Linked DNA regions of Sus scrofa: region 1 is linked to region 2. Evidence: chromatin contacts called from public promoter capture Hi-C data. All regions are on one chromosome and are shown on one strand. Each heading gives the region's core, a stretch centred on a gene start, on an enhancer-like site or on the middle of the called end of the contact. The rest is flanking DNA. Distances are from core to core; before and after follow the strand shown. Region 1 holds the start of CCNI (cyclin-I). Region 2 holds the start of NUP54 (nucleoporin p54).

Region 1 (2,909 bases), core at 251-2,750, 890 kb before region 2:
GCTTCCCTTCCCTATTCTGTTTTAGGGACCTGTCCCCTGCCCCTGGTCTCACTTCTCTCCCCCTGAATTCTCTGAGGACCTGCTATATAAACTTTCAGAGATTTTTACAATGTCTCAGCTCTAGAGCCTTTGCAAGGTTGTTTCCTCTTGTATATCACTCTTTCCCCACTTCTTTGCCCAGTGGTTTCAAGTCTCATCTTAAATGTCTCTTCCTCACAGAACTTCTCTGATATCCCTAACTAGACTGGGAGTAAATGTTTCCATAGCAGCCTGCATCTTAATACATTTGATACTGGTAATTGTTTATTCAGTCAGTAATCAAATATTGAAAACCTTTTACATGCAGGAATACTGGGTGAAATAAAACATGTAAGATCTCTGCCAACCTAGACCGTATATTCTAGGGAGAGAATACAATGTTCAAGTAAGCAGATCAATGTACTGGGTGATTTTACATAGTGATAATTAGCTCAAGGGTTACTTTTGGTGTTTGAATTGTAAACTCTAGGAAGGTAGAAGCCATTTCTTAGTTATTTAGTTGCTAGAGCTTAGCACCTGGTCTGGCTCTATGAATAAGCTCAAAACAAATTTAAGACTGCTAAAACAGGCATATAACAGAGATGGAAAACACAAACATGACAACTTCTGTAAAAGGTTGAGTTTGAGGGGTTTTTTTTTCTTACAAAACTTTCTGTAATTTTACATATTCTTTTAATAACCAAAATAATTAAAAGATGAGCAAATGGCCAAAAAAAAAAAAAAGTCCCATTTTGGCATTCCCTGGTGGCTCAGTGGGTTAAGGATTCGGAGTTGTCACTGCTGTGGCACAGGTTTGATTCCTGTCCAGTGAAGGAACCCCAAATAAAACACTTATGTCACCAGACAGTCTTTAAAGACCTGGTAATAAAACCTACTCTGAAATACTCAGCCGTGTCAGTTAAGTAGACAGAATTCCCTTGGCACGTTACCAAGAAGGTACCCATGGCTGCCAGCAGTATCATTTCGTTTTAAAAGAGGTGTTTACTATTTACCCCTTAACTTCCCGATTTCTAATGCGCTTTAGAATCTCCCTCCACCCACGACGTGGCAGCGGAAAAAACCCGCAATTCTATTTACACGTCAATTGCAAGAAGAGAACAAGGAACTTTTCGCGAGGGCAACAAAGAATGCATGATCCTTACACAACAGACGTCAACCTTTTCCCAATTAACCCTTTTACAAACCCTAGACAAAGATAGGCTGGATCAAAAACAAAAACACCCCAAAACCCCACAAAAAAAAACACCCCAAAAAACAAAGAAAAAAACCAGGTAGCGCTTCGCTCGGCCAGAAAAGCATCCACAGAACCCAACCCCCCCAAACGGAGCGCTCCGTCGCGTCTTTCTTCTTCGGCGCGCATGCGCAGATTGCTCTCCGGCCACCTCACGCCTCTTTCTAAGAGCCAAGGAGGCACTTACGTCACCGTGAGGTCGAAGAGGAGCCCTTCCGCTCCTCCACGGAAAATGAGTCCATGCACCTTTAGCTTTTCTTAGCCCACAAAAAGCCTTCCCTTCTCCCACCCCGGTGCCAACGACTTCTCCAGCCCATTTCCAACAGTCCAGCTTTTTTCCAGACCTCTCCGTGCTTTCGTTGGACGGAGAAGGCACAAGAGAGGAAAAAAAGGGGAAACCAATTCACTCTTGTTTACAAGGAGTGAGCAAGTCTAGGGATCGGTCCGCGAGGGCGGAGCCGAGGGAGCCGGCGCTTCTTCATCCTTTCCCCTCCCTCCCCTGCCTTCCCCGCGAGCGGACGCGGCAGCGCCTCTGTCTCGCTTTTTCTTATTTTCCCCCCCTTTTCCCCTTCCTTTTTTTTTTTTTTTTTTTTCTTTTTCCTCCCCTTCCCCCCTTTCACCATTTCCCCTCGGAGGTGCTTCCCCCGGGCAGGGGCAGAGCCGGTCTCACCCCCCGCCTCTCCCCGGCCCCCGCCGCCCTATGGCGAGAGGGAACCCCCTCCCCACCCGGGCACAAGCGGCGGTTGGAGGAGCGGGACCCGCGGCGGCGGCTTCAGGTCCGGGGGCGTCATGGAACTAATTCGCTGACCGACCCACCGGCCGCAGCCGTGCGTCCCGCTCGAGCGCCAGCGCCCTCCGGCCCAATTCCCCCTCTTCTCCCTCCTCAGTCGGCCCGGTCCTCGTCACGCGCGCCCCGCCGCCGCGCGCTGAGAAAAATGAGGTGGTAACGGGCCCCCGGATGACCCCGCGTCACCACTGTGAGGCCTACAGCTCTGCCGGGGAGGAGGAGGAGGAGGAGGAAGAGGAGGAGAAGGTGAGGGGGCGGGGGCGGGGGGCTCGACGCGTCCCCGCGACCCCTGTGCGCGCGCCTTCCCCTGTTCCGCGTCGCCGCGCTCCCCACCTCGCCACCCCAGAAACCTTTCGGACGCCCGCCTGGTCAACTCGGCCCCTTCCCAGTTTGGAAAGGGCTCCGCTGGTTTCCCCTTTCGGGCCTTTTTTTTGTGTGTCTGCAAGTAACTTTTTTGTAGCACCAGCAAATTGCCTACTAGTGAGAGTTCTAGGCTCCGGAGCCCGTGGGATGCACAAAGACGGGGACACACCCCCACCCTTAGACCTCGGTGCTCGGGCGGGAGTGAGGGGAAGATGCTTTATAGTGCAGAGCCGGGGGCAGGCCAGATGAATGGGGTGACCCGCCAGCGCGGCGGGAGCTTGTGGGAGAGGGACGTTACCTAGGGTTTGCGTGGGTTCGGGCATCTGGAGAGGTGAGCTTTGAGTTACACCCCGAAGGGCATAAGAACACTCCAAAATTGAAAAGAAGGCCCTCTGCCGAGCCAGGGGTTCCACTGCAGATCATTTTGGCAGGAGTTGAGAATTGAGTAGCAAAATAGTGGAAGGTATCTCTTCCGAGGGCGGATGGAAT
Region 2 (3,229 bases), core at 247-2,746:
AGGAACGCATTTTTCCTGTCTTCTTCCCAAATTCCCACAACTGGGGAAGGACATTACAGTGGGCCCTGCTCTGCAAGCCAGGGACCAGGGACTCTTGCGGGACAGCTTCTTCTTCGCCTCTCCATACCCCATCAATCATCAAGTCCGCCTGCTCATCTCAGCCTCCGTTCCTGCTGTCCTCATCCATCAATCAGCCTTCTCACTAGGACCAAGGACCACTATTAGCATTATTTAATTTTTTTGTTAGGTAAACCATTTACATTTTCAAAAACTATAAGAGGTGTTTATACTGCAGAGTCTTCATCCATCTCCTTGCCACCCAATTCATCTTTTCAGAGGCAACCAAAGCTGGAGTTCCCGTCATGGCTCAGTGGTTAATGAATCCGACTAGGAACCATGAGGTTGCAGGGTTCCATCCCTGGCCTCTCTCAGTGAGTTAAGGATCCGGAGTTGCCGTGAGCTGTGGTGTAGGTCACAGACGTGGCTTGGATCTGGTGTTGCTGTGGCTCAGGTGTAGGCCAGCAGCAATAGCTCCGATTGGACCCCTAGCCTGGGAACCTCCATATGCCTCGGGTGCCACCTTAGAAAAGACAAAAAACAAAAACAGAGGCAACCACTGCTATTCATTTTTAAAATGTATCTTTCCAGGAATATTGTATATGAATGTGGGTAATTATATATTCAGGCCCTCCTTTTTTCCCAAATTGTAGAATACCATGTACTGTGCTCTAAATTGTGTTTGTATCATTTACTTTTAAGATCTTTCTTTTCTGTACCTGAAGAGCTTGAGTGTTCCCACTGCATAGCTGAATAGTATTCCTTTGTATGAATGCAACTATTTAAGCAAACTGAGGTTTGTTTCGAATCATTTGTTATAAAAAATGCTGGAACAGGTAACCTTGCAGGCCACTAATTTTGCCAAATCATTTACAAGATCAATTCCTAGAAACAGCATTGCTAGATCCAAGGACAACTATGATTTTGATAGACACAATGGTTTGTTTTTATTTTTATTAAAGTTATACAAGCATATAAATAGAAGAATCAAATAATTCTACAAAGTTTCTACTAAGAATTCTAAAACAAAACGAAACAGAAACACCCAAAGCTACTTGGATATCATTCTCAGAGGCACTTTTAGCCTGTTTTTTTTTTTTTTTTCCCACTACTACCCCACGGCTCTAAGTGACAAACAAGCTGTTTCGTGAGTTTTCAGTTTTGATAACCACTGACTCTCCACTGGGAAGAACGAGGATTTAGCTTTCTCTGCTACCCTGCCTTCATTGCACACTTGTAGTCAGCCTTTTGCGCATCTTCTCCAAGAGTCCTCGGGCCGCACGCCGGGGTGAGCTTTCCAGCGTGTCACGCTGGTTGTGACGCCCCACGCCGCGTGGAGCCGCCAGGTCCCGGAAGCTAGCCAGCCAGGGGCGTTCCCTCTCCATCCTCCGCCCCCTACGCTTTTCGAACGTTCCGGCCTCTTAGGCTGGGTCAGAAAGGGGCGGAACTCCGTACTCCTGGCGCGGTTTCCCTGCCGGATCGAAAAGCCAAGCGCACCAAGTGTCGCGGGAGCAGGCCCGCAGCAGCACCTTGGTCCCCTGCTCCCGCGACATGGCTTTCAACTTTGCGGCTCCCTCGGGCAGCTCAGGTACCGCTGCAGCCACCGCAGCCCCCGCGGGTGAGTCATTCCCCCCAGACCTTCTCCCGGGGAAAAGGGGAGGCCTTGGGTCCGAGACTCTTGAGCTTGGGGGAACCTGGGGTCTCCTGCCCGCGCGCAGATTTTAGGGGCTTTGGAAAAGGCAGGCGGCGGCCGAGCGGGCCGAGACGGCTCCTGAGGAGGCCACGCGGGGGATAGAGGCCCAGCTGGGAGCTCGCGTGCATCGGGTGGGTCCCCGCATGGCCCACCCCTTCTAGCGCTCGCTTCCCGCCACCGGGGAGACGGATTCCAAGAGGCTGGAGGCGGCTCCTCGCTCCCTTTGCCGGGCCCGCCCTCTCATCCCCTCCCCTTCCCGGGCTCCGGGACCGGCGGGCGCGCTCGGGTGCTTCCCGCTGCTGGGCGGCGAGGGTAGCGCTGGAGAACCTCCGGGCTGCTCTGCGGCTCCCTCGGCCCTGGCCCCTCTGGCTCTTGCTGCGGGACTGCACGTACCTGCTCCTTCTCCTGCCCCGCCTCCTCCGCTTTCTTAATTCGTTTGGAGCCAAGTCAGGGTTTGTCTTTGTTCACTCTGTGAAACCTCCTGCTGACTCTTCTAATCCTTATCTTGCTTTCTTTTCTTTTTCTTCTTCCTTCTTTCCCCTCTCCCCTTTTAAAATTTTCTTTGCCTACACGCCTATCAGGATTTGGTGGGCTTGAGACTGCCAACTCCACCGCCAGTGGGTTTAATTTTGGGGGTTTCGGATTAACTGCTAATCCTGCAGTGAACTTTAATATTGGGAATTTCGGTGTTTCTACTACTTCGGCGACTCCTTTCAATTTTGGTAACAGTCTGGCAAGTGCAGGTAGATATGCGGGCCGTCTGTGTAACGAATGTTGGGAGCTGGAGTCCAAGAATATTTTGTAGTTGCTAGAGTTTGGGAAAGAACAGTGACTTGTCTAATAAGGAAAGGAAATTAGTTTCCTAATGTCGATTTAAAAACATTTGTATCAAGTTTTGACTCTTAAAAAGATTTGATTTTGAGAAACCTTTCAAGTTATTATCTTCGTCTGTTAAATTTGCATTTAATTGAACAGACTGTACCTTCCAAGTGATAAGAATTTGGAGTACGTTATTATTGGGAATAGAATACATCTTCCAAATTATTAGATATCTCTTTTAAAGTATAAGATCAACAGTCAGACCCATTTTCCTGAAATTCTTGGACTTCTGCGGTCGTTTTTTTCTCCACTTTTCCTGCACCTTTCATTGGAATTTCATTTGATTGTCTTTGTGTTTCCTGAGAGAAACAAGTCTTATACGAACAGCAGCAACCTGTCTTGTTTTTTAACCTGTGTAACAATAATTATTTTTTTGGTCAACTAAGCAGATGAGGATACATTTCTATAAGATAATGTAATTATTGAAAGAACCTCCAAGTCTTAAGTGGATTTTTTGAGAAGTGATCAGAGAGTATCTTAATTTGTCAGATAACATTGAGTTCTAAAAGGTAGGCTAGACATCTTTGCACTCAAAAAGCTAATTATGAAGATTTTGGTAACTATATGGATTGTTTGAAGCTCATTGCAAATTGTGCAAAA

The links. Promoter capture Hi-C pulls out the DNA fragments that hold promoters and counts their contacts.
Region 1: a promoter capture Hi-C map of liver shows a contact between it and region 2, with 3 times the contacts expected there. The contact joins the promoter of CCNI here to the promoter of NUP54 in region 2. A contact is called at or near these places in 1 of 5 promoter capture datasets (liver) and 1 of 47 Hi-C or Micro-C datasets (embryonic fibroblasts).

What each region holds. Positions count from the first base shown.
Region 1 is chr8:72,717,898-72,720,806 of Sscrofa11.1, reverse strand. It overlaps CCNI (cyclin-I), which reads left to right and starts at 1,500. Exons shown (of 7, transcript XM_003129097.6): 1 at 1,500-2,303.
Region 2 is chr8:71,831,447-71,834,675 of Sscrofa11.1, reverse strand. It overlaps NUP54 (nucleoporin p54), which reads left to right and starts at 1,496. Exons shown (of 12, transcript XM_003129118.6): 1 at 1,496-1,675. The coding sequence starts at 1,609.